Linked DNA regions of Mus musculus: regions 1, 2, 3, 4, 5 and 7 are each linked to region 6. The links are chromatin contacts, called in public HiChIP or PLAC-seq and promoter capture Hi-C maps. All regions are on one chromosome and are shown on one strand. The core of a region is the stretch at or near the end of the contact, and the rest is flanking DNA. Distances in the headings are between cores, read along the strand shown.

What was found. Promoter capture Hi-C pulls out the DNA fragments that hold promoters and counts their contacts. HiChIP or PLAC-seq counts read pairs in DNA pulled down with a chosen protein or histone mark.
Region 1: an H3K4me3 HiChIP or PLAC-seq map of the SCID.adh cell line shows a contact between it and region 6, with 10 read pairs. The contact joins the enhancer-like site here to the promoter of Angpt1 in region 6. A contact is called at or near these places in 3 of 39 promoter capture datasets (HPC-7-derived erythroid cells, cranial neural crest and frontonasal cranial neural crest), 1 of 15 datasets of contacts at CTCF or cohesin (the NIH/3T3 cell line), 3 of 115 datasets of contacts at active chromatin or transcription factors (the SCID.adh cell line, bone marrow-derived macrophages and embryonic stem cells) and 1 of 9 other capture datasets (embryonic stem cells).
Region 2: a contact with region 6 is called in an H3K4me3 HiChIP or PLAC-seq map of bone marrow-derived macrophages, with 5 times the contacts expected there. The contact joins the enhancer-like site here to the promoter of Angpt1 in region 6. A contact is called at or near these places in 2 of 39 promoter capture datasets (the 3T3-L1 cell line and pre-B cells) and 3 of 115 datasets of contacts at active chromatin or transcription factors (bone marrow-derived macrophages, embryonic stem cells and pro-B cells).
Region 3: a promoter capture Hi-C map of pre-B cells shows a contact between it and region 6, with 4 times the contacts expected there. The contact joins the enhancer-like site here to the promoter of Angpt1 in region 6. A contact is called at or near these places in 6 of 39 promoter capture datasets (the 3T3-L1 cell line, the C10 cell line, cranial neural crest and 3 more) and 9 of 115 datasets of contacts at active chromatin or transcription factors (the SCID.adh cell line, acute myeloid leukemia, astrocytes and 5 more).
Region 4: a contact with region 6 is called in a promoter capture Hi-C map of liver, with 2.6 times the contacts expected there. The contact joins the enhancer-like site here to the promoter of Angpt1 in region 6. A contact is called at or near these places in 4 of 39 promoter capture datasets (3T3-L1-derived adipocytes, hippocampal neurons, liver and 1 more) and 1 of 115 datasets of contacts at active chromatin or transcription factors (bone marrow-derived macrophages).
Region 5: an H3K4me3 HiChIP or PLAC-seq map of the SCID.adh cell line shows a contact between it and region 6, with 14 read pairs. The contact joins the enhancer-like site here to the promoter of Angpt1 in region 6. A contact is called at or near these places in 14 of 39 promoter capture datasets (3T3-L1-derived adipocytes, the C10 cell line, the HPC-7 cell line and 10 more), 1 of 15 datasets of contacts at CTCF or cohesin (large pre-B cells), 3 of 484 Hi-C or Micro-C datasets (the Ba/F3 cell line, LSK cells and uterus) and 8 of 115 datasets of contacts at active chromatin or transcription factors (DN3 thymocytes, the SCID.adh cell line, acute myeloid leukemia and 5 more).
Region 7: a contact with region 6 is called in a promoter capture Hi-C map of the 3T3-L1 cell line, with 8 times the contacts expected there. The contact joins the enhancer-like site here to the promoter of Angpt1 in region 6. A contact is called at or near these places in 12 of 39 promoter capture datasets (the 3T3-L1 cell line, the C10 cell line, the HPC-7 cell line and 8 more), 1 of 15 datasets of contacts at CTCF or cohesin (the NIH/3T3 cell line), 4 of 484 Hi-C or Micro-C datasets (cerebellum, embryonic fibroblasts, pancreatic cancer cells and 1 more), 10 of 115 datasets of contacts at active chromatin or transcription factors (the SCID.adh cell line, astrocytes, bone marrow-derived macrophages and 6 more) and 2 of 9 other capture datasets (adipose tissue and embryonic stem cells).

The regions. Positions count from the first base shown.
Region 1 is chr15:41,919,030-41,921,860 of GRCm38.p6, forward strand. No RefSeq gene overlaps it. Among named protein-coding and RNA genes, the nearest start is that of Abra, 51 kb to the left of the region's middle. Within about 2 kb of position 1,257, at least 13 of the 459 cell types and tissues checked have an H3K27ac peak or open chromatin away from gene starts, as enhancers often do. A contact at or near this core is called in the SCID.adh cell line, where this site is marked.
Region 2 is chr15:41,692,537-41,695,273 of GRCm38.p6, forward strand. The region is part of intron 3 of Oxr1 (oxidation resistance 1); the gene reads left to right. Among named protein-coding and RNA genes, the nearest start is that of Abra, 180 kb to the right of the region's middle. Within about 2 kb of position 1,340, at least 58 of the 459 cell types and tissues checked have an H3K27ac peak or open chromatin away from gene starts, as enhancers often do. A contact at or near this core is called in bone marrow-derived macrophages and pre-B cells, where this site is marked.
Region 3 is chr15:41,776,288-41,778,987 of GRCm38.p6, forward strand. The region is part of intron 3 of Oxr1 (oxidation resistance 1); the gene reads left to right. Among named protein-coding and RNA genes, the nearest start is that of Abra, 92 kb to the right of the region's middle. Within about 2 kb of position 1,299, at least 7 of the 459 cell types and tissues checked have an H3K27ac peak or open chromatin away from gene starts, as enhancers often do. A contact at or near this core is called in the SCID.adh cell line, acute myeloid leukemia and pre-B cells, where this site is marked.
Region 4 is chr15:41,743,720-41,746,494 of GRCm38.p6, forward strand. All of the region lies in intron 3 of Oxr1 (oxidation resistance 1), which reads left to right. Among named protein-coding and RNA genes, the nearest start is that of Abra, 120 kb to the right of the region's middle. Within about 2 kb of position 1,257, at least 25 of the 459 cell types and tissues checked have an H3K27ac peak or open chromatin away from gene starts, as enhancers often do. A contact at or near this core is called in 3T3-L1-derived adipocytes, hippocampal neurons and liver, where this site is marked.
Region 5 is chr15:41,844,619-41,847,543 of GRCm38.p6, forward strand. All of the region lies in intron 11 of Oxr1 (oxidation resistance 1), which reads left to right. Among named protein-coding and RNA genes, the nearest start is that of Abra, 24 kb to the right of the region's middle. Within about 2 kb of position 1,628, at least 90 of the 459 cell types and tissues checked have an H3K27ac peak or open chromatin away from gene starts, as enhancers often do. A contact at or near this core is called in DN3 thymocytes, the HPC-7 cell line, LSK cells and 5 more, where this site is marked.
Region 6 is chr15:42,675,503-42,678,414 of GRCm38.p6, forward strand. It overlaps Angpt1 (angiopoietin 1), which reads right to left and starts at 1,475. Exons shown (of 9, transcript NM_009640.4): 1 at 663-1,475. The coding sequence starts at 959.
Region 7 is chr15:42,054,617-42,057,348 of GRCm38.p6, forward strand. No RefSeq gene overlaps it. Among named protein-coding and RNA genes, the nearest start is that of Abra, 190 kb to the left of the region's middle. Within about 2 kb of position 1,300, at least 6 of the 459 cell types and tissues checked have an H3K27ac peak or open chromatin away from gene starts, as enhancers often do.

The DNA of each region.
Region 1 (2,831 bases), core at 7-2,506, 760 kb before region 6:
TTATTCTCTTCGTTTCTCATCCTCTAGAACTTGATAACAGGTGCAGAAGGATGCTAAAAAGCTAGCTCAAGTACATAGTAAAATTTAAAAAAAACCCTTCATGTTAAACATAACTTAGCTGAATTCTAGGAAAGGCTAGTAGTGTCTTCTTTGGTGACATAATGCCGTTTGTCCCACATGGGGCATAGATAATATGTGAATGTGTAGATAACACTTGTTGATACTTTTCCAGTCTTTGTTGGGTCTTACCGAGGGTTTGAGTGTTGCACCTAGATGCACATAGATGGGCCAAAGAGATTCTCTGTCTCTGTCTCTCTCTCCTCTGTCTCTCTCTCCTATCTATCTATCTATCTATCTATATATATATTTCTTTTTTTTTCCCTCTCCTCCTCTCTCCTCTCTTGCCCCCTTCTCCACCTCCTCCAGTCTATCCTTAAAAGATTTTGGCCTGGTTTCATCCATTTTCAAATTCTCTTTATGAGGCAGGTGAGTGGTGTGTGTGTGTGTGTGTGTGTGTGTGTGTGTGTGTATCTTCCTCTCCTGTGACATTACTCTCTTCCTTCTCATCTTATATCTCAGAACATCTTGATCTCTCCCTATCCCATGGCTGTCTTTTAGAGGTCAGCCTCTCCAAAGCCAGTTAGACTGCACACATTCTTCCTGGTCTGTCTCATTCCTTTTGAGATTAATTTCTGGACCGATGAGCCCTCATTTTCCATCCAACCTTATGTTTGTTTCCACTGCCTTTGCTTGGACTTTCTACATATATTGCAGGAATTTTATTCATATAGTCAATAGGTTTTTTGAGCACAGACAGAATAATAATGAATAACAACATATCTCTGCCTCCATGGTTTTATGTGTAAAACAACTGTCTTGCTGGTCTTTCCTAGAATATAAAGTCCTAGAGAATAATAATTTTCTGTTTTTTTTAACCAGTTATTGGCACATTGAGATGTTTACCAATCACTAAATTAAACTATTAATTCACAAGTGAGAGCAAAATGAATCTTATGTTCATTCTGCTGCCTCAATTATATATGTGGGTCCCTTCAAAAGATCCTGATCATTGGCCACACACATTCTGTTGAATCTACCATGTTGCTGGCTACCATTGGCACTAATAGAGTTAATGTGAAGTGTACTTTTCCAGATTTCTTCTTTTATAATGAGGAAGAAATGAATACTAATCAAAAAAGCTTAGAGAAAACCCTATGCCTTGTGAACCAGATAAAAGAGATGACAGTTATGCAACAAGGAAGTCATACAAGCAGGTTAGGAGAAGAGACTGAACTATTCACCTCATTCAACATCCACTCAGAACAGAGGATCACTAGCTGCAGCTGTTTCAATTTTTCCAATTTTACCCTCCAAATTAGACACGTGCCTTCCATTTACTCTAATAGGAGCCATATGTGCTTTGTTGATGGCCATCCTTATCGCCAAAGAAGAAAAGTGCTGAGTTCCTGCCACCCACCCACATCTGTGGCTTAAATAAGCCACAAACAAATGAAAAGCAAACATGCTGCTGGCATGTTAGGAGACTATGGAACTCAACAAAACCAGCAAGAGGAGAGGCTGGGTGTGACACTGTGCTGGTGGTCTGCTGTCTCATCATGAAAGGCCTAGAACAAGATTCACTGCTTAGTGGTACTTGGAGCTTCCCTTAGTGGAGATTTTTATGAGACATCAGATCAGGGCTTGAAACTCAACACTTAGGGGTGCTATGAGGGCCCTTAAGATCTTTATTGAATAAGTGCTCACTTGGTTTCTTAAAAGTTATCAGCGGGGCTATGTTACCATTTTCATAGTACCACATGTGTTTAAAGAAAAAGGGTATTTTAGTTTGGTTTATTTTTTATATTTTTATATTTTTGCTGAGAAGAGACACCATGAGCAAGGCAACTCTTGTAAGGACAACATTTAACTGGGCCTGGCTTACAGGTTCAGAGGCTCAGCCCATTATCATCATGGTGGAAAGCATGGCAGTGTGCAGGCAGACATGGTACTGGAGAATGAGCTGAGAGTTCTTCAAGTTGATCCAAAGACAGCCAAAGGGGTCTGTTTTCTGCAGGCAGCCAAGTGGAGGGTCTCTTTCACTTGAGCTTGAGCATAGGATCTCAAAGCCAAGCCCCACAGTGACTCACTTCCTCCAACAAGGCCACACTTCTTAATAGAGCCACTTCTTATGGGGCAAGCATATTCAAACCACCACAAAGGGGTAAACAAAACTAAACACATTTAAAAAAGTATAGTCAGTGACTCAATCATCATGATATATTCAAACTAGATGGTTATGAATGGTTAGCAATAGTAGACTTGACAAATTAAGAAACTACATAAATACCACTTATAAAATTTAGTAATCCAGTAGGCACTAGATTGTCACCATCTGTATACCACATAGCTAACTGAAGAAAGGAAGGCTGCACTCAGGGTTGTTTGTGATCATAAGTCTCCTTTAAGCTCAGTAGGCTTGTGAATTGAATACTGACAAAGTTTGTCTAGTCAATGGGTCCTAAAGTAGTGATTTGCTTAATATTCTCCAGCTTGGCTGTATCCCAATTTAGTTCAAAAGTCTGACCTCACGTTTTCCTTGTCACCAGGCTGTAACCAATGATTAAGTCTTTTCCTTGAGTTTATCATTTCCTTTATGATCAGAGAAATCATAGTTAGGGCTATTTAGAAAAATCCAGTGGAAGAAAATGTTTGATACTTCCTCCATGGTGCCTGTCTTATCTTCTGTTCCACATTTAGCTTCACATCTAATGAACTTGGAAAGGATAATAATCCTGAAAATATGAAGATAAACAGACTTTAAAACATTTCCA
Region 2 (2,737 bases), core at 90-2,589, 980 kb before region 6:
TGCTGTTTATAAAGTCTATTCTTTTAAACCTAGTATATTACATATTAATTACTAACATATATTGATTTAGTAATATATATTATACTGCATATTTTGTGTCAATAAGTATAACTCTAATCACCACATTCAATGGCTATTCTCTAGTATTCTCTATTCTCTAGTATTCTCTAGTACAAAGGTAGCCACAGCTTCTTGATCTCTGTTGCTGGAATTGTGTTTTATTGTTGTTCATTTACTTTTCGAGTGACTCTTTTACTCTACAGCTTATAGATCAACGTATTCTCTTCATCTTTTTTTCTCAATAACTATTTTTAGTTGATTCAAGTAATATTTATTTATTTACTTACTTACCTACTTACTTACTTATTGAGAACTTCACTTGTGAATATTATATTTACATTTTCTCTCTCCCTTTCTTCCCTGGAACTATCTCCTCATCCTTTCTCAAAACCATGCCTGCCCTCTTATTCTTTAATTATTATTGCTACATACATATTTTATAGATACAGATAAGTTCATTTATAAACATATCCTGCTGAATTCACTTAGCTTTCTTGTGTGTGTATGTGTTTATGGCTGTCTACTGAGGATTCGTCCTATCAGGGGACTTGTCCCTGGAGGAGACTCATTTTCCCTCTCTCCGAAGCTATTAATCGCCTGTAGTTTCTTATCGATGAGTGAGGTCTTGTGAGATTTCCTGCATCCACAGAGGCATGTCAGTTTGGTATTTCAGGAATTTTATAGGCCACCATATCATTAAGGAAACACGAGGTAGCATTCCTATCATTTTTCACAATCTTACTACTGGCTTCCTGGTTCTTTCACACCCAGCTTCCTGGTCCTCTCACTACTGGCTTCCTGGTCTCACTAACGACTTCCTGGTCCTTTTGCTCCCCTTTTCTGCTATGCTCCCAAGATTTGGGTGTAGTGTTACCTGCTGTAGTGTTTAGTATTACATTAGAGTTCTGTTCTCTGGGGCTGGGCATTACACAGTCACCTGTTCTAGAAATTTTTTTAGTCTCTCCAGTTGCAGCTTTCTGTAATGCTCTCTATCTGCTGCAAAAAGAAACTTCTTTGGTGAGATGTGAGAGCTGTACTTGCCTAAGGATATAAAAAGGGCTATTTAGAATGCATTTAGACATAATACTTGTTGAGAAAAGGAGCAATATTAGGCATTGGGCTAGGGGTCCTTGGGCTTACTAGTTACTGGAGTGTTTTTGATTAACAGTTTCAGCCATGAACTTCCTCTAAAAAAGGAGGCCTGAGGCACAGTTAGCAGTTGGCTGCCCCTCAGCACATAAGTGACACTATTGCATCAATAGAGGTATCTTGCCATTCTTGTCATTCTTGTGGTTAATACACATGACAGCTGGGCGGAGCCATTGATTGCCTTTGTCCTTCAACAGTTTGCATAGCTCCTTCCAGTAATCAGAGCCAGTCCTCAGAGAAGTGTTCCTGTTCAATTCTTTTCATGCTTGCTCTCCAAAGTTTGTGGTATCTTCATCAATAGGTTCTCACTTCAATTTCTGGAAGTCAACCAAAAGAACTGGCAATATGTTTTATGTTTTTTGTAAGTCTTTGGGACCTTCTTGACCATATAAATGACTATTTCATAGAATAAATTCCTAAAATAATTGTTAAAATTAAGTAATTTTACAAGTTAGGCAAATACTACCTCTTGCCAACAACTTTTCTGAACATTTATGTTAGTTTAGATTTTAATAAACAAATTTAATAAACAGAAATAATTCATTTCCCTGTGGATTAATAGAAACCATATTTAAAAATTCAAAAACTAGCTTTTTTTTTTTTTTTTTTTAGATTTATTTATTTATTACATGTAAGTACACTGTAGCTGTCTTCAAACACACCAGAAGAGGGCGTCAGATCTTGTTACAGATGGTTGTGAGCCACCATGTGGTTGCTGGGATTTGAACTCTGGACCTTCGGAAGAGCAGTCAGGTGCTCTTACCCACTGAGCCATCTCACCAGCCCCAAAAACTAGCTTTAAAGATCATTTTATTCCAAATGTTGAATAGTAAGAAGGTATAGAATATTGTTCTAAGCAGTTTTAGTGAGATTATTTGAGCCCCATGACAATGTGGTCTTACTGAAAGTAGATAAAGTAAATGCTATTTAGTTTGATTATTTTGATTAATTTAGAAGGAATGGTAGATAACAAAGTACATATATATTTTCTATTGACGTTCACATCAGTATGCCCACTATAACATTCTTACTTTTTACAATAAAATCACTTTCAGTAAATCGTATTTCACATTTGAATAATTTGACATTGCCAGTTGAAATCAATTCTAAACTCTTATGAAATTAGAACAGGGTAAAGCTTTGTAAAATGTCTGTGATATGCATACTTCCCCTCAGAATCAAATATTAATATCTGTGGGGGAGTTGTTCTTACAAGGTAAATCTAGTATTATTTATACTTCTGGGTGCAAATGCTTTGGAATAACAAGCACACCTAGCAGCTGACTTTGACCTTACATAATTTTTACAGCTACTGCATTCTTGTCAGCAGGTTGTGAATGGTTTGGTCTGAGTTTGACCCCTGCCTGTGATTCATGCTTGAATTGTTAATGTGCACTTTTATGTGAACAATAAACCCAATAATGCCTAGTTGTACTTCCTGTGTTATGTGATTTGGGATTCAGCACAGTCATTCATGCTACCTTCTCTCTCTCTCTCTCTCTCTCTCTCTCTCTCTCTCCCTCTCCCT
Region 3 (2,700 bases), core at 49-2,548, 900 kb before region 6:
ATGAAAAGACAGGAAATAAACAGGAGGCATTGTGATCTAATTTGTTACTCTAAAACAGTAAAGACCAGATCAGCAATGATCAAGCTCCTGAGAGAAGGTATGGAGAGCACTAATGAGAAAGGAAATTGGAAAGAAACTATGAAATCTCATAAGGTATTTCCTCAGCTGGCACATAAAAATAACAGAAGCAGGAATGACAACATGACCAGTTATAAATCAGAATCAGTGGCAGAAAATTCGTCATTGAGTGTCAGCAAGGCCATAGTCTAGTGTGAGATTTTAAGTAGCTAAAAGAAACTAACACCAAACAGACAGGACAGGAGAGAATGTCTTTGGAGGAAGCTGTACAGTGTTTACATTTTAATTAGAAGAGCAAAGCTTAATTCCCCTTGTGTTTTCTTCTTCAAAGTCACTAATAAGGTAGTGGATTAAGAACAAAGGTGCTAGGCTATAGAAATGCATAGGCTAAGATTAGTGAGGATATGCACACAGGATACCCACAGCTACTGTACATCAATGCAAACTACCTGGTTCGGGGGGAGGAGGGGGTTCCTGAGAATTTTCATATGTGGCCTTTGATAATGCATTCAGAGGAATTATGATATATCTGGGAAACATATACTCAACCTTGTAACAAACATATGTTTATGGGCTGAGATAAGTTAGAAATTTGTGCTGTATTCAGATCTCAACATGCCATCCTTGCTGTTTCTGAGAGTAGCTAAGTGAAGGTTGGTTCCCTCAAGGTAGATCTGGGCACCTAGATTCACTTGATAGTAGCACTTAGTACCTTGGCCACTTCAACTCCTTCCTCATCTCTCTTCCTCCTCCTGTTTGAAGCAAGGGCTCAATATGGATTATAGGTTGGCTGTGCCAAGGCTGACCTCAAACTCACAATCTACCTGCCACAGCATCCAAGTATTGGAACTACAGGTATGTACCACTTCCCTTGGTATAGATCCATGTAACTTGTAGCTTGAGGCTCAGCCATGTTTCATAGCTGGCATCTTATACCATTATACTCATCTGCCATCAAATGCTGAGGAAAAGGAGCAGAGGCCCATTAACTGGAGCTCTTCTGTGATGGGCCTGCCAACAATGGACATCATTTTTGCAATCCATCTTGGGGTAAGATATCAATCTCCTGAGAACTCCTGACCAAAGGGAATCTGGGAAACACTGTGTTGGTACGTCCTTAGGAAGATAAAATCATTAGTGACAGCTAGCTGGTCTCCATCTGGATGATGGAAGCTCTCTGCCAGACAACTGTAGCTGGGTGAACAAGCTGTGTGTACTAGCTTTGTTTCCTGTTGTTATGATGAAATACCCAGATGAAAGTAACAGTCCTGGAGAGATACAGTCCATCTGTCTGGAAAGACATGGCAACAGGTGTGGAAGATGGCTGGAGGAGAAGGCTGGTTAGTCACAAGGCATGCACATTCAGGAAACAGAGAAAGAGAGAACAGGAAGTGGGGTGGGACCATAAAATTTCAAGATTGTCCCTAGTCCCCAGTGACCCACTACCTCCAGTGAGGCTATACCTTCTGAAGATTCTAGAACCTTCCCAAATAGCTCCACCAGTTGGAGACTAGAAACACACTAGCTTATGGGGAATACTGTACAAAATACCAACTTTCTGAAAGTGGTGTTAAATTGGAATTGAAGGATATAAAGTACATTGTAGGCTTGAAATAATTTGAGGGGTGGAAGACAGTGATAATTTGAACTCAAAACTTTAATTTCTTTTACATGGTCAAAGACAAATCTTCAGCTCATAAATTAAGTCATCTAGTGGATTCAAACTTCTTTAAAGTAGTCAATACAAGGTAGTCATTGTCAGCCTCAGGAGTAGTTTTATCTTGTTCCTTAAAATTTTTCCTAACATTTGATTCAACATCTTCCTGAACATTGGAGGTGGATTTGTGGCTGATTTTATCTAAAGGGACATTAAAATGGCACTATAGATGAAGTAGTTTTAAAATGATCTCAGCAGGCCAGAATAGATCAACAAAAAATTTCTGAAGCAAACCAAAGTGAAAACTATAAGGCCTTCAGGGGTCACAAGTTCTTTCACAACTTGTCATCCTGCTATGAAACCCACAGCAGCCACAGGCAATAAATGACTGGATATGGTTGTGCTACAGTAACATGTTCTTTAGAATAACTGTTAAGGCAAGACTGGATCCATAGGCATTAACCAGTTCAGCTCTTGGTATGTAGAACAATAGCAAAAGCCAGAAGACAATGCATCTAAATTTGTTCAGTCCAGAAGATAACATGGCGAACACTGTCTGCATTATCTGTCATGTGCTCTTACTCAGAGATTACCTCCCAGATAGGTTTTATGTGCTCTTGTTTTACATAAAAGTTGAATTTCAATTGACCAATCCTTCAGAAAGGCCGTAGCTGCATTTAAGCATTAAGAAGACTCTTCTTGGCACACAGCTGAATAACCATGGCCATCCTGGCATTTCACCAATGTTTGGGTGGACCGGGGAGAGGGACAATTAGTGCCTGCATGAAATATGGATGGAAATTTGATGTGTCAGCACTTTCTATGGGGAAGCTCTGGATCCTAAAGGCTCAAGTCTTAACCCAACGGGAGACACTCTGTATTTCCCTGGCCCTTGTCTATCTACCTTTCTGGGTAAGCTAGGTTTCAATTACAGCATTAAATGAACTTCTAAACTTCAGTAACCT
Region 4 (2,775 bases), core at 7-2,506, 930 kb before region 6:
AAAAAATAGAAAATAATTAAAAATTAAAAAAAAATCAAGCCACCCTCTAAAGCCTCCTGAATTAATTCACCTCTCTTAATCCCTACTGCCATAATTGTGCTTCATAGAGCACACAGATTACAACCATCAGCTCAGAGGTGGTCTCCTATATTCAGGACATATCTCTCTGTAACCCATTACATGACTTATGGTTAATTTCTAAAGGTCAAATCTGATTCCATTAATGCTCTGCTTAAAATCCTAATTGTATCCCTGTGGCTCTGAGATTAAAATCAAAATTGTCAAAAATAATTTACAAGCTCTATGAAGGCACTTGTTTCCTAGAATGTCATCTCTCTCCTATTTTCTGTCCCCTCGAAGCCACAGTGGGCTTCATCATGAGTTGGTCTTTGTGCCTTGAACACTTTCTCCATGCCACCCCACCCTCATAAAAGCTAATCTTTTAATAATATAATCCCATTTACTTGATCTATTAGTACTTTTAAATCACAATTTAGATGATGTCAGTTAACACATGCTACCCAAAGTATGATTAATTTAGAAGGAAATTTAAAATATAATACCATTATTATTCATACATTGATTAATCTGGCATATATCAATTGTGCTTTCAATCAGTTCAATTTTCTATAAATATTTCTTGAACACCTGCTGAATGGCTACGTGTGTTTGGGTCATAAAGCAGGCATGCTTTGCTATCTGACAGTATTGGTTTAGATGCAGGGACTGTATTGAACATCTCCGTGCTTAAATCTTACTCAAGTTAACTAGCCATAAATCAATATGTATCACTTGGCGGTAAGTGTTTGGAAGAAAACGTCATACAGAGGGGTACAGGTGCTTTCTGATACACATCAGTAGTCAGAAGAGCTCTCGGATCAGAGAGCATGCAGCCAGAGGCTTGGATAAAATGAAGAACATTCAAGGAGTGCAGGAACTGCAATGCCAAAGCCAGCTGGCAACATGCTCAGCTTGTTCCTAGTGATAGTAAAGGACTAGTAAACATGCCCACAGTGCAAAAAAGCACTGGTGAGGAGCTCTATGGGGGCAGAACCTGCTCTCTTAAACAGAGAACTCACTCTGTTGGTTCTAATGCAACCTTGGTATTAATTTCAATTGTCCTAAAGATATTCTGTGTAAACAGAGACAACAAATTGAACTGCAGTTTGTGAGAAGGAAAGAACATTGGGGACAAAGGCAAATAGAAACAGACTCCCTAGTGCAATACTGTTGCCCAAAGGGTTGGGAACAGAGCCCAGAACACCAGAAGCAATGTTGGGAATACAGCAGCCAGTAGATCAAAGCTCTGGTCACTCGCAAACCAGTGATAATGCCTTCTCTCTTTCCTCCGACCTTTTCCAGCCCTATTCCTTCCTGCCTGCTTCAATCCTGAGATAAGCCACAGCCGATTCTTTCCCAGCCTTTAGGTGGTGGTGGAGAGAGTTCTTTTTGCCTTTGAACTCCAGCAATGATTTTTCGTTTGTTTGTTGTTGGGAAGTATAATAAATGGTTTTCAAATATAATATAATGATGTTCAGTTTCTCACTGTTTCCAGACACATGTTCAAAATAGAGCTAATGTGGTTGAATTCTGCTTTGTGTACATTCTGTATGGTAAAAATAAAAACGAGGAGATATAAATACAGCTTATGATAGAATGCATAGTGAGAATGCCTGAGACCCTAGTCTGCAGGTAAATAAAACAGGAGAAATCCTTATGTTTTTCAAAAGACAACAGTCTTTCTCCAATACACCTGAAAGATCTGAACTGATTTCTCAGATGACTTCTAGTCCATTTTCTTTTCTTATTGGTTAGTATCCAATCGTTAGGTGCTCATTTCACTTTATATATATTTCATCTCTGTGTAATGTCCATAATCTTTACGTACAAAATGTGATGAGAATATGATTTCAAGTTTGTGTTAAATAAGCAAATAAAACAGAAGAGAAATTGGAAGGGCAAATGAAGTGAAATAAAAACAAGGGACACAAGGAACAAAATCTCAGTGCAGTGGGGTTTTATATGGCAAGGGATTAAAAATCACACAACTTATAACAGTCTTCACTGTGGCCGTTTAAACCTCTAGTCCTGCATTTGGGAGCCTGAGGTAGAAGCACTTCAGGGAATTCAGGGACAGCCTAGGGTAAGAAGAAAGACCCAATCTCAAAAAACAAAACAAAAGTCTCCATTCCTCATATTAATATTTAACCAAACACTGAACTCATTTACCAGTAGCTGAGGCTTTTCTTTTCCTGATTTCATTTCCTTTATGCATTTTGAATTTTCTAAAGCAAACACAAAGAACATTTTAATTTTTAAACCTTGATCATAAAACATCTCTATATTGCTAAGAACATGGTACTAGCAAGACTCACCTTGGCATGGCAGGCAATATTTGAGATGCCCATCCACATTGTCTCAAGTTCTATTGCAGAAGCTATTTAGATAGGTTTTAAAAATGGACTTTTTAAACTTTTACTGAGCTTGTTTAACAGTTTATACAGGCATTCTGATTATTGCCACCCCTTCTATCTCTAAACCCCTCCTACCCTGCTTCTCTCTTCCACATCTGTGGCTTTTTGTTGTTTTCCTTTGAGTTTATCGAGTTGTTTGTTTGAGAGACACTGAGTTTAGCAAGACTATCTGTGTGACCAGGGTGTGCAACCATCTACTGGAAATCCATGCACTCCTCAGTGGGTCCATGCTCCTCCATATGAATTCGACTGTGTGGGGTTAAAGAGATTGCTCAGTGGTTAAGAGCACTGGCTCCTCTTG
Region 5 (2,925 bases), core at 378-2,877, 830 kb before region 6:
AGGCAAGAGTTGAGGGACCCTGGTCATCTTCAGCTACGTATCGGGAGTTTGAGCCTTGCCTGAGCTGCATTAGACTTTTTCAAAAATAAATAAATGAAACAAGAATAAAAGAAATTAATAAACCAATGAATTTATAAAGCCTAGGAAGGAAGGAATACAAATTAAATTTTGTGTGTGTGTGTGTGTGTGTAATAGGTTATTGTTTTGCCTGTGAAATGAGCCGATTCAAACCAGATTGGACTATATTAAAGGCAGGTTTATTGGGAAGCTGCCCTCCGGTGGGCAAGTTCAGCAGCCCCAGGATGGGGCCAGGGAAGTCTCCATGGGAGGGGGTGGTGAAAAAGCATCCATGCAGAGAGAGAGGAGAATGGGGAGGCTGAGCTCAGAATGTCTGGATTATATAGAGAAGACCCTTTGGGCTGGAAAGGTCAGGGTTGGGAGCAGGGTATGCCAGGTAGGGACTGAGGGATGCTGGGAGAATATGGAAGCCAGGTCTGCTTCGATATGTAAAATATGCACCTCCATCCCTTGTTGTGTGCAGTGAAACCTAGCAATATGTATGTATATAGTATATGTAATATATATGTAAATTATGAATGGGCCAGGAAGCTGGCCTAGCAGGTAAAAAGTGTCACTTGCTGCTAAGACTGTTGATCTGAGTTCAGTCCTTGGTACTCACATGGTAGAATGTGAGAACTGACATCTGAAGTTGTCCTCTGAATTGCACACATGTGCTGTATCCCATAAACACATGCGTTCACGTACACACACACACACACACTTTAATGTAAGAAAACATAGAATGAGAAAAGCGAGGCTTCTGACATTAAAGAAACTTAGATATTCACATTATAAACTTGGACTCTTAATGCCAATCCTTCATTATATTAATGACTTTCAGGGATGTTTATGAAAACAGGATTTTAAAATGTTTATAAAGCTAACCCTTTTGTGAGCATAAGCTTACTGCCCTCAGGAAGTGTGTTTAGCGTATACACAAAGAAGTAGCACTGGAAGTAGCTATGAGACTAGTGGGAAGGCAGGAGCACAGAGACCAGCCTCAGGATGGGAAGACTCTTGCTGAAGAGGCTGACGATCAAATGTCCTAAGACCGCACGTAGCATCCTCTCTGGCCCTTACGACCTTAGAGTGTGGGAAGTAAAGTAGGGCCTGATTGGTCAGTTTCTGTATCCTTTTCTTTCATCTTTATCAAAAACTGTTGTTTCTGGGATGTAATCCCAGAGATTTAATCCCAGATTTAATCCCAGAGTTCTAGGAGTAGAGGCAGGCAGAGCTCTTTATAAGTTTGAGGTCATCTTGGCTGATGTAGTTAGTTCCAGGCCAGACAGGAACTAAAAATTAATAATAATAAACCAGTATTTTTTAATGGGCAGATCTTTATTGTTATTTCTCTGAAACTGAAATTTTAATTCCAAAATAGTCATCCAGAATATATAAAATAGTTAACTGAAAAACCTAAAGAGAAAGGTAAGGAGTCAGCCATTCAAGCTCTGATTTAATCCTTAGGTAACTGGAAACGTGATAAATCAAAGCACGGCGATAGAGTGCTCCCTAGACACTGCCAGCCATCCCTCGGGCCTCAGTAAACATGCCTGTGTTTGCTTTGTTCAAACCCCCTGTTTGCTTTGTACTCTCATTAAACCCTGCTGTAGCGAAGCTTCGGGGGCTGGAGGGTAAACCACCACTGTTACCTGTAAGGAGAAAGAATCCTGTACCAGAGCATAAGAACTGCTGCTTAGCAGATCCAGCATGGCATGACAACAGAGGAGCACTGGGGACAAGCCCAGCTTTCTCTACTCCCAAGTCGTGCACAGCCTTTGGCAACCACGATGTACCCCTTCCTAGGGCTGTTCCTGTGTTTAGTGGTAGCCAGTTCATTGTGGTTAATGAAAACAAGAGCCTTTCAAAGCCAACTTCTGAGGGCTAACCCCTCTACGCATGAGCTAGCTTAACGGCATTTTGTAGCCACAACCTCTACCATAACCAGTTGAGGTGAGTCACCAGTGCTACTACAGCTCAGAAGAATCACCATGTGTTTGTGGTTACCTCTACCTTCACTGTATTGTGAGAAGTTGTTGTAATTATGTTGTGGTCTGGAAGATCTGTAATTGTTGTATCGGCCTGAGGAAACTTGTAAGGTTTTTGTGTTTTCTGTAATAGTTTTTACCTGTAACATGTGGCTTTCAAATTCAGTACCAAACAAGAAGAGCAGTCTAGGCAGTTTTAGAAGATTAAGACCTTCCCTGTAGTAATACCGTAAAGTTTTTGTCATGTATAACCACTACAGACCAAAGGAGAGAGAAGTGAAGGCTCAGGAAAACCTGGGAGAAGACGTGGTCCTTCAACAAGACACGAGGGGCCGGGGGAGGTTGGAGTGAGATGGAGGCCAGCGTCCCAGAGCCTTGCAGCCAGCCAGCCTAGCTGAAGCCATGGCTTCCAGGTTCACACAGATACCATCTTGAAATCAAGGGAGATAAAGGCAGTATCAGTATCTGTCTTCTACAAGTTCACACACATGATCACACTTGCATGCATACCCCCCCAAATCAGAGAGGTAGAGGCTTATGAGCAGACAGGGGTGCTCTTTTCACCCCAGAAATGTTTACATTTTATAGTACAAAAAATAGGTTTTTAAAAAAATCAAACATTTACCAACAGCAAATCATAAATTTATTTTTAAACAATCCTTGGCAACTTACTAAAAACAAAAGAAGTCTGAATACTGTTTGCATTTATTTACTTATTATTACTGTTTGTTTGTGTTTGGTTTTACATATGGATTTAAATCTTGGCTGAACAATTATTAATGTAGAGCATACAATAACATTTTTCAGTTAATGATTTTATAATCGTCACTTCTAACAGTGCTACATAAATATTTAGTACAAGGTGACAAAAAATTTT
Region 6 (2,912 bases), core at 225-2,724:
GTACAGGAGACTTCCTGAACTCAGTTTCTACCTTCAATGTGAGCAAAACCCCTTTCTTACAATTTTCCCATCAGAAGCTATTTTTTTTTTTTCATTTCAGATGTCAGTCCTCATATACCACTTGTGAAGTTAAGTTCCTTTAACTTACAAATACAATCTTTCTAAACGAAGACAATATGGGTACTTTATACTTATTCTCATTGCATACTTTTATTAAAAGTTGGTGGGGGTAAGCATTTTATGAAGATTTCCCATGGCAACTCACAAAACTCCTTGCTGTACATTCCATTTGAACCTCTGTTAATATCACCATTATGATTTCCTTTTACACCACCTTGTCCAAGAAGTGCGCGCTTACTTTTTCAAAGTTGGGCTTTGACAGTCAAAATGCCTAAGATAAACTTTAAAAAACAACAGGGTTGGCATAAAATTTGCTAATGTTAGACGCACATTTAGGAAGCTACAGGATCAGAGGTTCCCACAAGCCCAGGACCCTTGGCTTACCCAGGAAGTTGAGTCCAGAGAGGGAGCCTTTTTTCTTTTGCAAACACTGCCCCCCGGAGCAAAAGGTAAACACAAATGCCCCCTACGGAACTCTGAGCTCCCTGCAGAGAGGGAAGGGAAAAGCTCAGAGCAATTAGAAACCGAAAGCGATCACTTACTTTTTGCAGCCACTGAGTATAATTTTCCATCACATGCTCCAGATGCTGAAGTTTCTGGGAAGAGAAATCCGGCTCCACGTGTGGAGCATCCCTTTGCAGAGCGTTGGTGTTGTACTGCTCTGTCGCACTCTCACGGCAGTTCCCGTCGTGTTCTGGAAGAATGAAAGTGTAGGCACATTGCCCATGTTGAATCCGGTTATATCTTCTCCCTCCGTTTTCTGGATTTCGGCGCTGGTTGCTGCACCCTATGTGAGTCAGAATGGCAGCGAAGAATGCAAAGGAAAGGAAAACTGTCATTGTACTGCCAGCGCTTGCCTTCCGTGCCTCCTGCAAAGCTTGCTCTTCTCTTCTGACCTTTAAACTAGTTCTTTATTTCAGGTAAAACTGCTTGTTTGACTCTTTCCCCGTTAAAGAAAGCGTTTGAAGAAGATCCACAGAAAACTAGCCATTTGTTAGCTTTGTTCTAAAAAAGCGTTACTTTAAAAAATTTTAACTGTAATGATAGTTTCCTTCGTTAAAACTTGAGATATTTATTGCAATAGTAGCTTAGATTTATTGTTTCCTCTCTGTGTAACCGTTCAGCGTGGAGCCTGCCCGCGTCAGCTGCGAGTACATATTCTAGCCCCTTTCCTCTACCCTATCTGCAGCAGATCTGCTATTTTCTCCCAGACCTCAGTGAGTTTTATTAAGGTTGCACATCCAAGCCAAGCTGGAAGCAGGCAGCCTTCACAAGATGACTTGACAGGAATGCATGAGTGTGCCCCTATGCTAAGGATTGCTGATGGCTTTGGGCGGCGGATCGGCTTACAAATTGGCTAGATGCGCATGACCTCGATCATGTATGGGCCTCCCGCCCCCTTCCGCAGACAATTGCCTTGAGTCCTTAGCAGATGCACGGAAAATCAATAAACAGAGCAGTCCACCTTAATAGGTTCGGGTGTGCTTGCTGACCTACTAACATCTAAGCAAGCTAGAAGTATGTTTTCAAAGTTATTGTTTAATTGAGGAACCCTAATTTGGCACAATCTCCAATGGATTTTTTTATAATTGTATAAAATTATTAAATTTAAAAAATTACTCCAGAAAAGACATTTAAAAACTATTTTTAGAAATGGCATTCTCCCCTTTGTATTTACATAGGCTTTAAGGAGAATAAAAGAATCAAAGGATCAAATTATCAAGGAAATTACCATAATTTGTCACTCAAAGCAACATATCATGTGCATACTAAGTAGTATTTTGAAAGCACCTTTTGGGATATGGATTTTAAATGACGCTGGTTTCTTGGTCAGAACGCAGCTGTTCACATTCTCTGAGTATAAATTGAGCAACTTCCCTACAACAACAATGTGGTTACAGTTTAAGACAGTGGCCTGAGAATTATTAATTCCTGTGGTACATGCTAATCATATATTTCACAAGAACCTCTGGCATTGCTATGGCTGCCTTTAACACTGGTATGGAAATTCCACACACATCCTTTGTGGCTACAGAGTCAAACCATCTGAGAACAAGCGTGTATCAGGTGTGCCAATGGCTTACACAAGCGAAACCTCTGCGATTTTTATTAAGAAAGAAAGCCATATGATCCGAAGGTGCTTTCCTAAGTACAGAATATAAATATTTGAATAAAGGTACAGTCAAGTGCAAAGACCAGGAGATGATTACAGAATTTAGGGTGGAATCAGGATACTGGATGTGTGTACATGCAGGATTTTCATTAGGAACTTCGTGGGCTTTGGAAGTGAAAGAGCCTCTGCTCTCAGGCATGTATACAAACAGAAGCCACAGCATGACTCTTGAGTCCTGGAATGGGGGCAGAGCAGTGGGTAAGGGCAGTGGTGGCTACAGATGCATCTTTAGGAAGGAAAGCAGAGGTCAAAACTGACTCCAGAGAGGAGGTGGTTTGCTTACAGTAAACAAACAGTGATGAGATTCGTTGGTCCTTTCCACACCAAATAACAGGCTTCTGGGCAGATTGATACATTATGCCAAACATAGGAGCAAAGTTCTCTGACCCTGCAAGAGACTTGCCACATTACATATAAGAGTCATAGGAAAGGTTGCTCTTAGGCAGCGATAATGCCACTTGAGAGTTTGTTATTTATCACCTCACTTTAAGCACTCCTTATGTATTATGTCATTTAATCATGGCAACAAACCCAAGACATAGGTATTATGTTTAACTCTTTGGGCTCTGAACCTAACTGTCTTTGACAATCTCTGAAAGGAAAAAAACAAAAACAAAAA
Region 7 (2,732 bases), core at 50-2,549, 620 kb before region 6:
GATTTTCCTCTTGTTGAGCACCTCTTAAGTCTGATTAGAAAGCTATTGGCTGGCGCCAAGGTATGTGTGCCACTACTGCACTCATAGGTTTATTGTGCCATGCTAATCATTGGTTCATAGGCATCATGGCTGGATAGGACTGTTGGTTGCTTCCTTCCTTTGCAGTCTTGCATGGTATTGAATACAACAATAGCCTATATGTTTTGCAAGTCTCTTGGACAATCTTAACTCATAAGTAAAAACATGTCTTCCCATTACTGGTGTTGGAGTTTTGTTAGTTGAATTATTTTGGCACTTAGAAAGCTCATCATTAGCCCAGATGAGAAAATTTCACATAAACTATATATGAATATTTACATACAGACTTATGCTTATTATAGTTTTATTACATAACTACTTAATAGTATAATTTCCCATAACTTTTTCAGATGTCCTTATTGTTATTTTATAGTTCTTCCTTTTAATACCAGTTTATTAGTCTTTTTGTTATTTTTATTAGTCCTTATTAGACTAACAAAATTTTTGTTTAAATGTAGCTTTAAATAAAAGGATTTCCTGTTGTTTGACTGATACCAGGTAATTACTGTACACATTGCTAAGGTATGAAGTTACTTTTATTTGGAAACTTATTAACCAAAAGACAAATTAGTATGTAAATTTTTGATGATTTAGGATTTTTTTTTGCATTTCAAGGCCAAATAAATGTGATCATAAATATAAAAGATCAGGGGAGTTCTCCAAGGGTGGCTTGAGAGAGAAATCTCGCATGAAGAAGCATACTAATTCTATAATATATTTGATTAATGTGTCAGAGTCGAGATGCAGTTTTTCTTTCCATAACTACAGGAGGAAGCAAGCTGGAATGATTTCTGCTAACGAGCCCCAAGAAGAATGAATTCATCAACATAGGGCTGTTCTGACTGTATGGCTGATACTGGTCAGTACATTTTTTTCGTTGAGTTTAAGTTTAACCTCTGATTAGAAACTTTTTTTTTTAGGTCAATAACAGTAACTTCCTATAACAAATGTTTCATAAAGCTTGCAGTTAACAAAAGCTTTAATGTTTAAAGTTACTTCCATTGTGATTAAACCAAAAGATTAGTTAAGCAACTGAGCATTAGAGAGACAAGCTTTGATCACGCTGATGAAAAACAGAGCTTATATTGATTTCAGCTCAAGTAAAACAAGTGCTCTTTTGAGCTGAAATCTTCATCAAGGAGCCCATAGCTCTCTTTGGGCATGCATTTCCAGAATATGGAAATTGAGGAAAGAATGAATTTGAGCTTCCCCAGTTCTACTCCCTGTGGTTCAAGATGGCTGCACCTGATTGAGGATGTCTTCTAGAAGTCCTGTTTATACAAACCCTGTCTCTGGAGTCTCCACCCCTACTTTTCTGGAGCCCTTTAGTTTGGGAGTACTGATGGCTTCCTTATAGGCCCACTGCCCTCTTTTTCCATGAACGTTGCTTAACCACTCATTATTAAATTTTCCTCACTTCCCAACTTGACTCTGCCCTGGGTATTAAGACCCAGGGTGACACCATAGACACAATATTCATTAGTGGGATTCCAACACAGGATGTTTTAAAACCCACATCAGCAGGACAATCCTTAAGTGGTTTTAATAAAATAAAAATGCATGTTACATTTCTACAATCAAGGTCACCATCCACACAGGGTAAAATTGACTAATCTAAATTTACAAGTTCACCCCTATCTCATGCAGATGTTATTCTATGCATTTTGTTACTTATTTCTAGGTTCCGACTTTAGCTCTTTAGATTACGGGATGAATATTTTGACATTTTCTGGCAATGCTACATCTTTAGGAAAATCCTGAACAGGGCTGAGTGAAAATGATTTATTATTTTTATTATTGTTTTTAGACTAACAAGGTTAATGAGGACTCTTGGGATATATAAGAAGGTATGTGTGCATGTACATGTGCATACACTCATACCCCAATATTTCTGAAAGAGAGGTATATCTTAGCCTATGTGTAGGAGGTGGCAATGAAGAGTAGTTCTGTCCATCCACTCTTTATTTACTGAAGGCTTCATATACATGTGAAATTTGAGCCCACAGATCATGAGCTGGAGATTTTCTCCCGACCAGAACCTCAATTTAACTGATGACAGCAAGGTATTTCTTAAACTGAGAAAATCCTGAAGAGCTTGATGGAAGATAAACCTGGCAGTCCAAAACATGCAAATTGCCTCCGAGTTCTTGTAAGTCTTAGTCCTCAAGTTTGGCCTGTGTATAGCAGAAACCATTGCCAATACAACATGTTGACTGAGTTGCAGTTGGCACACAGCCTTCTCATGATGGGAAGCAGATGTTGGGTGTTTCTGGATGTGATTTTGACCACCTGATTAGCGTTGTGCTGCTCAGTGCTGGCGTGTTTTGCAGAGGGCCTGCCTACACAAGAAACAAAAAAGGAGATGTCACAGCTAGAGGCTTGGCTCTATTCAGTGGTGTCCTTTGGAGGGAGATGATGCAAAGAACAGAAAAAATTTAGAGCCTTAAGATAGGTTCCCTCTGGGCAAAAAAGAAACAAGAGACATTTTGGAAGACAGGAGGTCAGTTTCTTAACATAGTCTGACAGATTTTCAATTTGTACTTTGTTATTTATGCAATGAGTTGAAAACTTATGTCTGCCTGAAGACCCATCTGTACATAGATTTTATAACTGATTTATTTTTAATTAAACAAACACTGGAATCATCAGAATGT